Linked DNA regions of Drosophila melanogaster: region 2 is linked to region 1. A link is a contact called in public Hi-C data. All regions are on one chromosome and are shown on one strand. The core of a region is the stretch at or near the end of the contact, and the rest is flanking DNA. Distances in the headings are between cores, read along the strand shown. Region 1 holds the start of amn (amnesiac). Region 2 holds the start of Mnr (Membrane-bound Notch regulator).

Region 1 (5,149 bases), core at 1,195-3,694:
GCACATGGCAAAATTGTTTCGGTGTCTTCCGGTTTTGGAGTTCGGTTCGAGTGAGTTCATTATTCATTGTGCCGCCTGTGCTGGCCATCGAAGTAACAACCCAACATCACCACATCACTTGAAGGCGTCTCCGGATTTCAATGTTTGGACACCGAGTTCCGGAAGAATCGGGGCGATGGACGGCGGACGGTGAACGATGGGCGATGGGCGACCGGCGTCGAATTAGCATATACATTGGAACTATGCGATATAGCGTCGACTCGGATAGCCAGCCAGAAATAGTAGTAATAATACTTTTATAATAAGTGAAGCTGTTCCGTTGTCGACTGACGACTGACGACGATGACGATGACGATGGCGATGGCGATGGCGACGCTTTGCTATGCGAAGGTCACACAACCAGCCGGAGCCGCATATAAAGCACCACAGCTCCATGGAGTGACGATAACGAAAGCCAGACGAAAATCGGGGGGAAATACATAGTTAGTGTGGGCGTTGTAGAAGACGAGTAGGCGCTACCAGAAGACCAGAAGACGAGGGAGAAGAATGCGAAGACTAATCGCAAAAATGATCGAAAGAAATTTCCATAGAATAAATTAATCAAAGTGATCCGCAATGCAAAAAAAAAAAATATTTATATATATATAAAACAAACGGAACTTATTTATTCACTCGCTCAAAGCCCATAAAGTCAAAGCCCATGGAGCGATTGCTGCGATAGTATTTCTGAATGCTTACTAACCTAAAAACTCGTTTTGATCTCCTAGCCGCATAGTCAGTTATTTGTTTAAAACATTCTAGGCAAAGCAAATGGATCGAGTTTGAGCAGTTTCTTCAGAAAGAACGCTTTTATGGGCCCGCTAATCATCACATTTCATCTATGATCGTTCGATCGATTGTAAAAGAACACAACGTAAAGTTCACATCTTAAGTGAAATTCCGAGTATATCAACAGATAACTTATTACAATAATTCAAGTGAAATAGATAAGGGATATGACCGTGTATCTAATCTAATCCGCACATTTAAAACCAAACTTCCTGTCACATATTAAAACAAGATGGTACGAAGTCTTTTTTTTTTTTTTTTTTGAAAACAAATTTATCCGACGTAAGAAAATAATGGTCAATGGTTCAAGCGTTGGATTTGTAAGATCCGCATGGCTAGTTATGATAGTATTTTTATACTTTTGGTGATTTTTGATTGCAAAAGCAATGCTTTCTTCTGGTATCCCGCTGAATCCCAATAGTAAGATTCGAATAGATAATACTGCCGTATTTGTATCTTTGCCGTGTTTTATAGCTATATAGAGTTGACGCGTGCTAACTGCCCCTATATGGTGGTCCCAGTTCCCCAAACCCCTCGATTATCCAATGGCCGACATTCAATTGCGCAGCGCGGCGGCAGAGAACTACAGTTAATTGCATTTACAATATTGCCACAGTTAGGTCGATTCTTTATGGTTTGTATAGATTGTATGGGTTTTAGGAGAATGCGAATCTTTTGTGGGACGGAGAGGGGCGGTGCAGCAAGCATGTTCGTTTAACGATCTCCCCAGCTCATGTTTATTTATGAGTTGCCAATCGAATCAATTTCATTCGACTCGACTTGACTCGGACTTGACTTGAATCGCTTTCAACTGTTGTTGTGCAGCTGCAAAATGCAAATTTTGGACAAAATCCATGGTACGTACACATATATACATATGGATATATGAACGTCTGTATGTTGTGCACCTGTGTTCAAGTTAAACGTAGTGCCGTCCTCTCCTTTTAATTATTAAGTAATATACATAAGTGTATAGATCATATCGTCTAATATGCAGAAAAGTCCAATCGAACGGATGAAAGGAACCTATCAGCTTTAACATCCTTTCTATGTACGTATGTACATATGTATGTACACATACCTCAATTATATCCTGTACTGCATATGCACCAACAATTGTGAAGCATTGAAGCATACATAATACATACATATATTTCATATATATTACAAAGCTGTTGCTACTGATCAGAAACTCGTCTATTATAATGCCACAAACACACCCCTTTACCTGTTGCACGCGTTTTCCCAAAGACAATATACCCCTTTTCTGAGCGACTAATTGAAATAGTCCAGTACGAACCCTTATTTTGACAACAGCTGCACGAGTGGCTGCATACGATATATATATATGTATGTATGTATGTGTGTACATATATGTACATGTACTGATATGTGGTATGGATTGGGTTCCCATAGATGGCATGGCTTGGCATGGCATGCAGGTCTAGGGCAGTGCCAAAACCGACGACGAAAGCAACTATCAAATGCCGTTCAAGGCCGTTTGAAATTGCGTGGCAGGCAGAACAAGTTCCACACATCGGTGTGTGTGTGTGTGTGTGTGTGTGTATTGTTATTAACCAGCTGATGTGCGTCCGCGTGTGTGTGGAAGTCTTCGGAAGGGGTGCGCACATCCTAAGTGCGCAAAAGCCATGATTGCAAGCTTTTCGGACTCGGAAAAACAATACAATACCAACGGCAGATTTGGTCATTCAGGCAGGCAAATTGTCAAATAACTAACGGTTACTTTAGTGCTCATTAATGTTTTTATGTGCTTTAATAGATACGCTACTATTTTAGTTATTTCCCCAATGCAATACGTTAAGATACTCATCTACTAAGAGACGAATTTTTATTTACCCATTAATAATAACGGATGATTCGGAAATCGCATACGAAAACGCCTTAGTTGTATATTTACTCCTTTTTCTACCCTTACTACCGTATACGTAATAACAATAATGAGCCAGAGACGATTGGTGGCTAAGTATGTACACTGGCGAAAATACCTTTCAGCAAGCATAACCATAGCTTCCTTTTTACAGGATCCAGATAAAACGCGCAGATAAAAATGTTAGGCAGTGACATCTGTTGCAGATGAAAAGGATTAAGAACTACAGATTCAAAAGGCTGCTCCTTTTCTTTCAGTGTGAGAGAGGGAGAGAGAGAGAGAGGGTTTAGGTGGAGGCAAGTCGGCAGGGGAGCAGGAAGCATGAAATTGAGAGAAAATAAGGATAAACAAGCCGAAGGATATGGGACGGCACTGTTGCTTCGCAAGTGTGTGTGTGCACGTCCTGACCGCGTGCACACACACGCCGTGTGGCCGTGTATAAGTGTGCGAGCGAGAGGGGGCGATCGATGGTGTGAGTGACTGGCAATAGCCGCCGCGTCTTATTGACATTAAAACCGCTGCTGCTGCCGCCGCCGCCGTCGCCAGTCGACTTCACATATACCCGCTCTCTCGAGTCCCTCCCCATACCATTCCATACCATCCCATCCCTACCATTCATCCTGGCTCGTTCTTCTTCCTCTTTTATTTTTAAATAACACCCGGCGCAGATGCTAAACAAGACGCCAGAAATTAAAGTGCAAAGGTGTGTGCTGCAGCAACAACAGCAACAACAGCAACAACAACAGCGTCCTCGACAGAAGGACGATACTTTGGCGTTGTACTTAGCGTCAACCGAAGAATACGAAGACAAGGACCGCGAACAATGTGGGATCAAGGATCTAAGCAGATATATATGTATGTATGCACATATACCAAATGTTCCGAGCGTCCACATGGTGCGGATTTAATCACGCACACACATTGGCATTCATGAAAGGATATCGGATATGTATAGAGTATCAAACGGAACCGCTGCGCAAGATGGAAAACAGATTTGATCGCTAATCAAGTAAATAGATGATACATATCATTGTCAAACTTGAAATTAAATGAATCAAAAGTACTGAACATCCTGAATCAAGCAAATGACATATGGCATCCTATGTGAAAAAATAATATAAAGGATCTCTTAGTGATCTCATTCAAGATTAGCCAACTATCTCCTCGTGATATTATAAAATATTTACGACTCACTCATATCTACTGATTCATGCACTCCTTTGCTAAGAGAGTTATTTATAGGAACTGTGATCTAAGAAGGAAAACTGGTGGAAACAATATGGGCTTTTTCGGAATCTATTTTAGGTCACTTGTTAATATTGTTCCATTGCATATTTAATCCATATGAATTTGGTCTGTGGTTTCTGATTATCAATTTTCAAAGCCCTAATTGCAGTTGAAAAACCGCAGTGGAAAAACACATTTCAATTCGATTTGAAATGAAGTTCATGGAATAACCGAAACGTAGTTTAAATTTTAATTAAAATTTTAATACAGTTTGTCAAGTATTTTCGTTCCAAATCAAATTTGTTTAGGTTTACAAGCGTAATTTTTATTGTTTACCAACGTGATAGATGTACAATAAAAATATATAAACGATCTAGACCCAAGCAATTGCATTAAAAACTTGACAAGCTGTATGTACATCTACATTATTTTCGAGTAAAATAACAACAAGATAAAGCTGGCTTGTTCTCAACAACTATCAGGCTAAAAAAAAAAAATGAAAATAAAAACAAACAGAATCGCAAAAAATTGCCGAATGGAAATTTTGTGGCACGCAAACTTGTTGCTCCATCTGCGTGTGAGTGAGATGTGTATGCTAGTGTGTATGTGAGCCAGTCTATGAGCGCGCGAGTTTGTGTGTGTTTGTGTGCGAGGAGAAGCTTACTTTGCGATGTTTAAATAATAAATGATTTATTTATTTTTCGGTTTGTTTTTGTTTTGATTTCCACCTGGGCTGATGCATTTTGGTGCCCACTTTTACGAGAAAACGCCGAACTAATCGTTTTCGTTATATGTATTTATTATTATTTTTTTGTTGCTTTTTGCATGTCACCAACAGAAACAGAAAAAAAAAACGAAACGAAACACACTGAAAAACGCGCGCGTACACTTGTATATATGTGAATGTGCGCTGGTATTGGCGCGCGTGTGAGTGTGAGCGAATTTGCAAGAGACGGGGCGTATGAGCAATGCCGTGGCGAAAACTTTGCCACTTTTGTTGTCTGCGACGAAAGCAAAAACAGCGAGACACCGTAAAAAAAAAAACAAGTAATATAAACACAGCTTTACATGCGCAGTTTTTGTTGTTGTTTTTATCCGGCTGCTGTGGCGTTGCACTGCGTATTACTGTTTTACACTTTTTTTTTACTTTTTAGAGCGTCCGCGTTGCGGCGACGCGTTGTAAGCGGTTCGAAAGGTAGCGCAGCA
Region 2 (5,149 bases), core at 1,913-4,412, 1.4 Mb before region 1:
ATATATGATATATATATTTGTGGTAATAACGGCTATAACTTTTCTTCACACATACGATTCAGTTTTGTTTGGAGAACCCTTTTCCAAAATGTTCTATTTACTAGGACATATCCAGTTTGCGGATTTCTCTGAACTCGTTTAATTTTTAGTTGCGCCCTTAGCGCTTTTGGACTCGTTTCCATTTCATTCGTGTCTTCGGCTCTGGGCATCACATTCAATTGCAATTATTGACCAAAGAAATATTTTATTACTCTACGCTCGGCAAATATTAGTTTGCCCATCGTCAATGGAATGGAGTGAATCCCCTCCAATCTTATGGGAGAGGGACTTACATGAAATTTGTTGTCATTGACGCAGGTTGCAAAATGAAACGACTATGCTGTCCCTGTCCTGTCTTGGCTAATATATCCGGCCTGGTTTCATCCCCCCGTTGTCGACGGCAAGCCCACTCACTTTGATTTCTTGGCAACGCTTTTTTACACACTCGCACACTCAACAAAAATATAGGCACATTTCAGATGTAAAAAGGGTTATGACAAACGGAATTAGGTCCCAAAACCAAAAAAAATTGTATTTCAAATTAAAAGTATGTATTTATATTATACAATATTGTATTAAAACAAGAGAGAATGCTATAGTCGAGTTCCCCGATATCAGATACTCATTTGTTACTCGTTACTCATCATTTTTCTGGGATATCGATAGATATTGGGGAATAAAATGAGAACACATTTAAAAATTGTTCTAAAGTGTGGGCGTGACCGGTTCGGCGGATTTAGGGCGTTAGAGTGGGGGTGGCAAAAAGTTCTTTGGCAAATCGATAGAAATTTACAAGACTAATATAAATGTAAAAAAATTTCAAAACATTTTCAAAATTGTGGGCGTGACGGTTTTGAGGACGGACATGGATCGACTCGGCTATTGATAATATTAATTATTTAAATTCGTAACTCATTATCATTAAGATTATGTTTTTTTTAATATTTCTACATATTCGCCTATTTAATATAGCAATGGTCAAATCAGGAAATTAAAAAAATTTATGTTTTCAAATTATAAAATCATATAACGTTCAGGGTTGCTTGCAGATTTTATGTTCGGTGTACATTTTTTTTTTCTTTTTGATTTTTTAGGACTCGACGAGCTTTGGCAAATATTTTGGTCATAGCCGAGATTTGCGTGCCTTGCCAATGGGTTTTGTTTGTTCTGCTGTGTCCAGTCATCCGCCCTCCCTGCGCACCCTTCGTCATCCCTCTCGCTCACACTGGAGGGTCTCTCCTCTCGCTCACTCGCCAGCCGAATGTGGGTAATTCGGTCATGAATATGCGAACAATTTCAGCCATTGTCCGAGGAGCATTTTTTGGGTGCGCATATTTGTCGCAAATGGACTACATTACAACATTACAGTTATCTTTGGATATGTGCTAGTGTGTGTGCATGGCACATAATATCTCATAGAGGACATTAAGGGCCCAAAAGTCTAAATAAGAAAAGCCAGAAAAAATCCCATAAAATATGCGTCATTTGGGGTGGAATTTGAAAGGAAAAGATCGGAAATACCTAAACAAATTTAAAAAAGTTTGAAAAAGCCATTTATGCATTAGCATTATTTAATAAACAAGTACATGATTAATTGTTTTTATTAAAATGATAATCATTTATATTAATTATTTCTGTTCAAAACGCACATGTGTTGGAAATTCAGTTTCGCCTTAAATAATTTCCTATAAACTGCACCGCATGACCTTAAATTTTAGGAACAATTGAAGTCCACCCTGGGGCACTTTTATAAATGTTTTGTGTGCATAAACAAACAAACAAAGGCCGCATAACATTAAAATGTAACACAAAAAGCCACAACAACAGCAATAACCACGGCTCATGTTTTGTGTTGTGTGATTAAAATTAAAATAAGCGGCGACATGTTGAACTTGAAAAATTCGTTCTGCCTTGCTTATGACAACAACAACAACTGAAAATACATATATATGTACATACATACATATGTATGTACATAAATGTTACAATAGGAAGAGAAGCGAAATCTGACCGAATCTTAAAGTTCCTTACCAAAAAAGTATTGTTTATTGTGCTGAATAGCCTGGATCGGTATTTATTGTACACAATGTATGCATGTATGTACATACATTTGTATGTACATATATTTAACGTGCCAGCAAACCAAAAGTTAAAAGCTTCTGAAAAAATAAGGGAAACCATATTTATGAATCCCTCATATAGGGTATAAAAAAGATACCGTCAGCAGAGTGATCAAGGGTGGGAGTGAGAGACATCATGAGCGGGAGGGAACCCTAATAGCTTTACTAATGACCGAATAACTCATTTGGATTAGAAAAATCTCTGTCCCATAAACGATTCCCAATTAAAATCATAGCGCTGCCAACTTTCTTTTAACTGGCGTTTCTGCTTTTTCTTCTTTGCCTTCTTTTTCTTTTTACTCCGGTGTGAGTAAGTGCCGTTAGTGGTAAATATGCAGGGTATGCAGGAAGTGATGTGATTCTGAACTTTGATACCAATTAATTTATTTGTTTGGCTTTCAGAATGAATCTATTGAAAATCTAAAGATGGGATAAGTTATAATCTGTTACAACCGCAATATGGTAAGCGAATATTGATTCTGCTACATCAGTTAGGTATGTAAGTTTACTTATTGAAGGAAGTGTAAATTTCAAATCACTGCTGTGTCGTGTGTTTTGGTCAATGCTTATGAAATGTGTATTTTTGAAGTTCTATGTTCCTGTCATACATATGTACATATGTATTTATTTCTTCTGAAATAAACACTACAGTTATTAGGCTGATCGCTATAGTTCTAAATTCATTCTATCAGAGCTATCTGAAGTTACACGGTATTCGAAAGCGTTGCACTTGCCACCAACAAAACAAAAACGCACACACTCGCGCACGTGCGAGCGCGACAAAAAATCAAAACAACAAAATCCACGCTGGTAACATCTGCTTTGGCTTGGCATTGAAATCGCGTTGGTGCAACGGCGAGGGCAGGGTATGGTAGGAGGAAGGCTGAACGGGAGCAAGGGAAAGAGCGAGATGATGCGATGCGGGCACGAAGGCCAAATTGCCGAAGATGCCCGAGTCCCCATGAGCCGTTGAACGTGGAGCCGAACCGGTTTTTGGCGCTACACTGGCGCTGCGTTGGCGCTCAGTGCAAAACGAAGCACTGAAGGTGTCAGTTGGGCTCCCGACGGTTTAATTTTTAGCTCCCACAACGAACGCAGTTCTCAGCGATTTTGACGCAAATTATAAACGTACGTAAGCCGGTGATTTCACGAAACGCGTTTCGAATCAAAAGAAAACAAAAAAAGAAAAACTAACGAAAAAAAAAACTGAAAATAAACCCAAAATACAATTAAAGTGCTAATGATTTGGGATTTTTTCTCACAACTGAAATTTTTTTTTATTGTGTTGTTCTTTTTTTCGTTTTTGTGCCATTAAATCATTTTTTCTGCGAAAAAGTGCTAAAAACAAAGTGAATCCAATCTGTGCCGCCAACGTTGTTGCCATTGTTGTTGTGCTCAATTAAAACATATTTGCATATATAGTTTTTTTCGAGTGTGTGAGATCGTGATCGTGATCGTCATCTCTGCTTTGCCTTTTCTAATTCGTTTCTCTCTCTTGCTAATTAGCAATTCGAATGTTGTTTTTTTTAGCTGATTTTATTGATGGATATCAATTAAAAAAAAAAAAAATTTTGCTAAGCGCTTAAGAATTTCGGAAACGCTTTCAACTCACAGGCTCAGTGTTTAAATTGCCGAATTATGCCATTGAACTTGTTAGGAGAAAAGTTTTTAAATTTTCTTTTTGAAAAATCTAAAATGGTCAAACATATTTTCTTAACGTTCCAAACGCAAAACGTTAGTTAAAGAGGTTTAAAAGACTTGAACGCATTAATGCGAAGACGTCTTCAGTGTATTAATTATACTGGAAAAATCATTTGAATTATTTGTCACTTAATTCTAAACCTAAACTCTGTAATGCAAGAGCCATGCTTTAAATGGGGACATACTAATTGCGATGATCAGTGTTGAGTGTTCCACTTTGTCTAGCAATTTCCTCGGAGGTTCTTCGTGTTTCTTTTGTAGGCCGGGTCGTGTAACGTCATCTAATATACATGGCTAATAATCCCTTTCCCAACGCCTCCGAAAGGGAAGGGGTGATGCCGCCTGAAACCACCCACATATCGCGTCTTGTTCGGCGAACTATAAACATTAAATAACAATAATAAACAGCAACAAGAGCCGGGCAGAAAGTTGAAGCAGTTTGTCTAAGTGGCTTGGGGCTTTGTCAAAGCATATAAAATATAATACAATAGAAAGTAAATGGAAGCCGCAACAACAAAGTAACAAAAACAACAGCAACAACAACGGCGACAACAATGGCAACGAGTACATCGCAGTTGTTGGCTCCAAAACACGCAACAGTCCGTCAGAATAAAGTCAGCCATGCCCACCGTCGTCGTTTTAGACCCCTTTGCATTCCCCGGAATATATGTACATATAGTATGTAGACCCCGCTCCTTCTCCTGCATATACATATGTATGTGTATATTCCCCCCCAGTAATATCGCGTGTTCCGGGGGCCCAGCATGAAGGACCCTCGCCGGGGATCGGGGAACAGCAAAGGGGCTTCAAACAGCGAGGTCTCCAAAGGCTCCCAGTCTCCACTTTACACGGCGGGAAATTCATTAGAGTTCGAGACGTTGCGCGCAGATCGGTTCCTATCCTAAGTGTGAACATTTAATCGGAAATAAGTGCAAATCTTAAATATACTCAGGATGGCAGCCGTTAAGTGCTAATCATGGAGCCAACTCAAAAAATTCAAGTGAAAAATGATTGCTAAGAGCTCGCTGATATTGTCTGCCTTCAAGGCGCGAGTTGCCTTATTTCTCTCAGTGTATACTCAAGTGCTCTCACTTATAAGCCTATACCACACAGAGTCCAATTTTTTCTATAACAAAATTTTCTATATTTTTTTCTACATATATTTTTGTGTTTTATTCTTTATGTTACTATTTTCGCCACTGCCACCGCTGTGCAACGCTCCTCTTCCCGTTCCCGTTCTGGATCCCATACTCGGGCCCGTGCTCCAACTCGCAACCGGAGAGTAGGTC

What was found. A called contact is a pair of places that touch in the nucleus more often than the background predicts.
Region 2: a contact with region 1 is called in a Hi-C map of the Kc167 cell line, with 1.6 times the contacts expected there. The contact joins the promoter of Mnr here to the promoter of amn in region 1. A contact is called at or near these places in 2 of 107 Hi-C or Micro-C datasets (the Kc167 cell line and eye imaginal disc).

Annotation. Positions count from the first base shown.
Region 1 is chrX:19,887,355-19,892,503 of dm6, reverse strand. It overlaps amn (amnesiac), which reads left to right and starts at 2,444. Exons shown (of 1, transcript NM_078692.2): 1 at 2,444-5,149. The coding sequence starts at 5,012. All of the region lies in intron 4 of Hers (Histone gene-specific Epigenetic Repressor in late S phase), which reads right to left.
Region 2 is chrX:21,279,184-21,284,332 of dm6, reverse strand. It overlaps Mnr (Membrane-bound Notch regulator), which reads left to right and starts at 3,162. Exons shown (of 6, transcript NM_167735.2): 1 at 3,162-3,287; 2 at 5,147-5,149.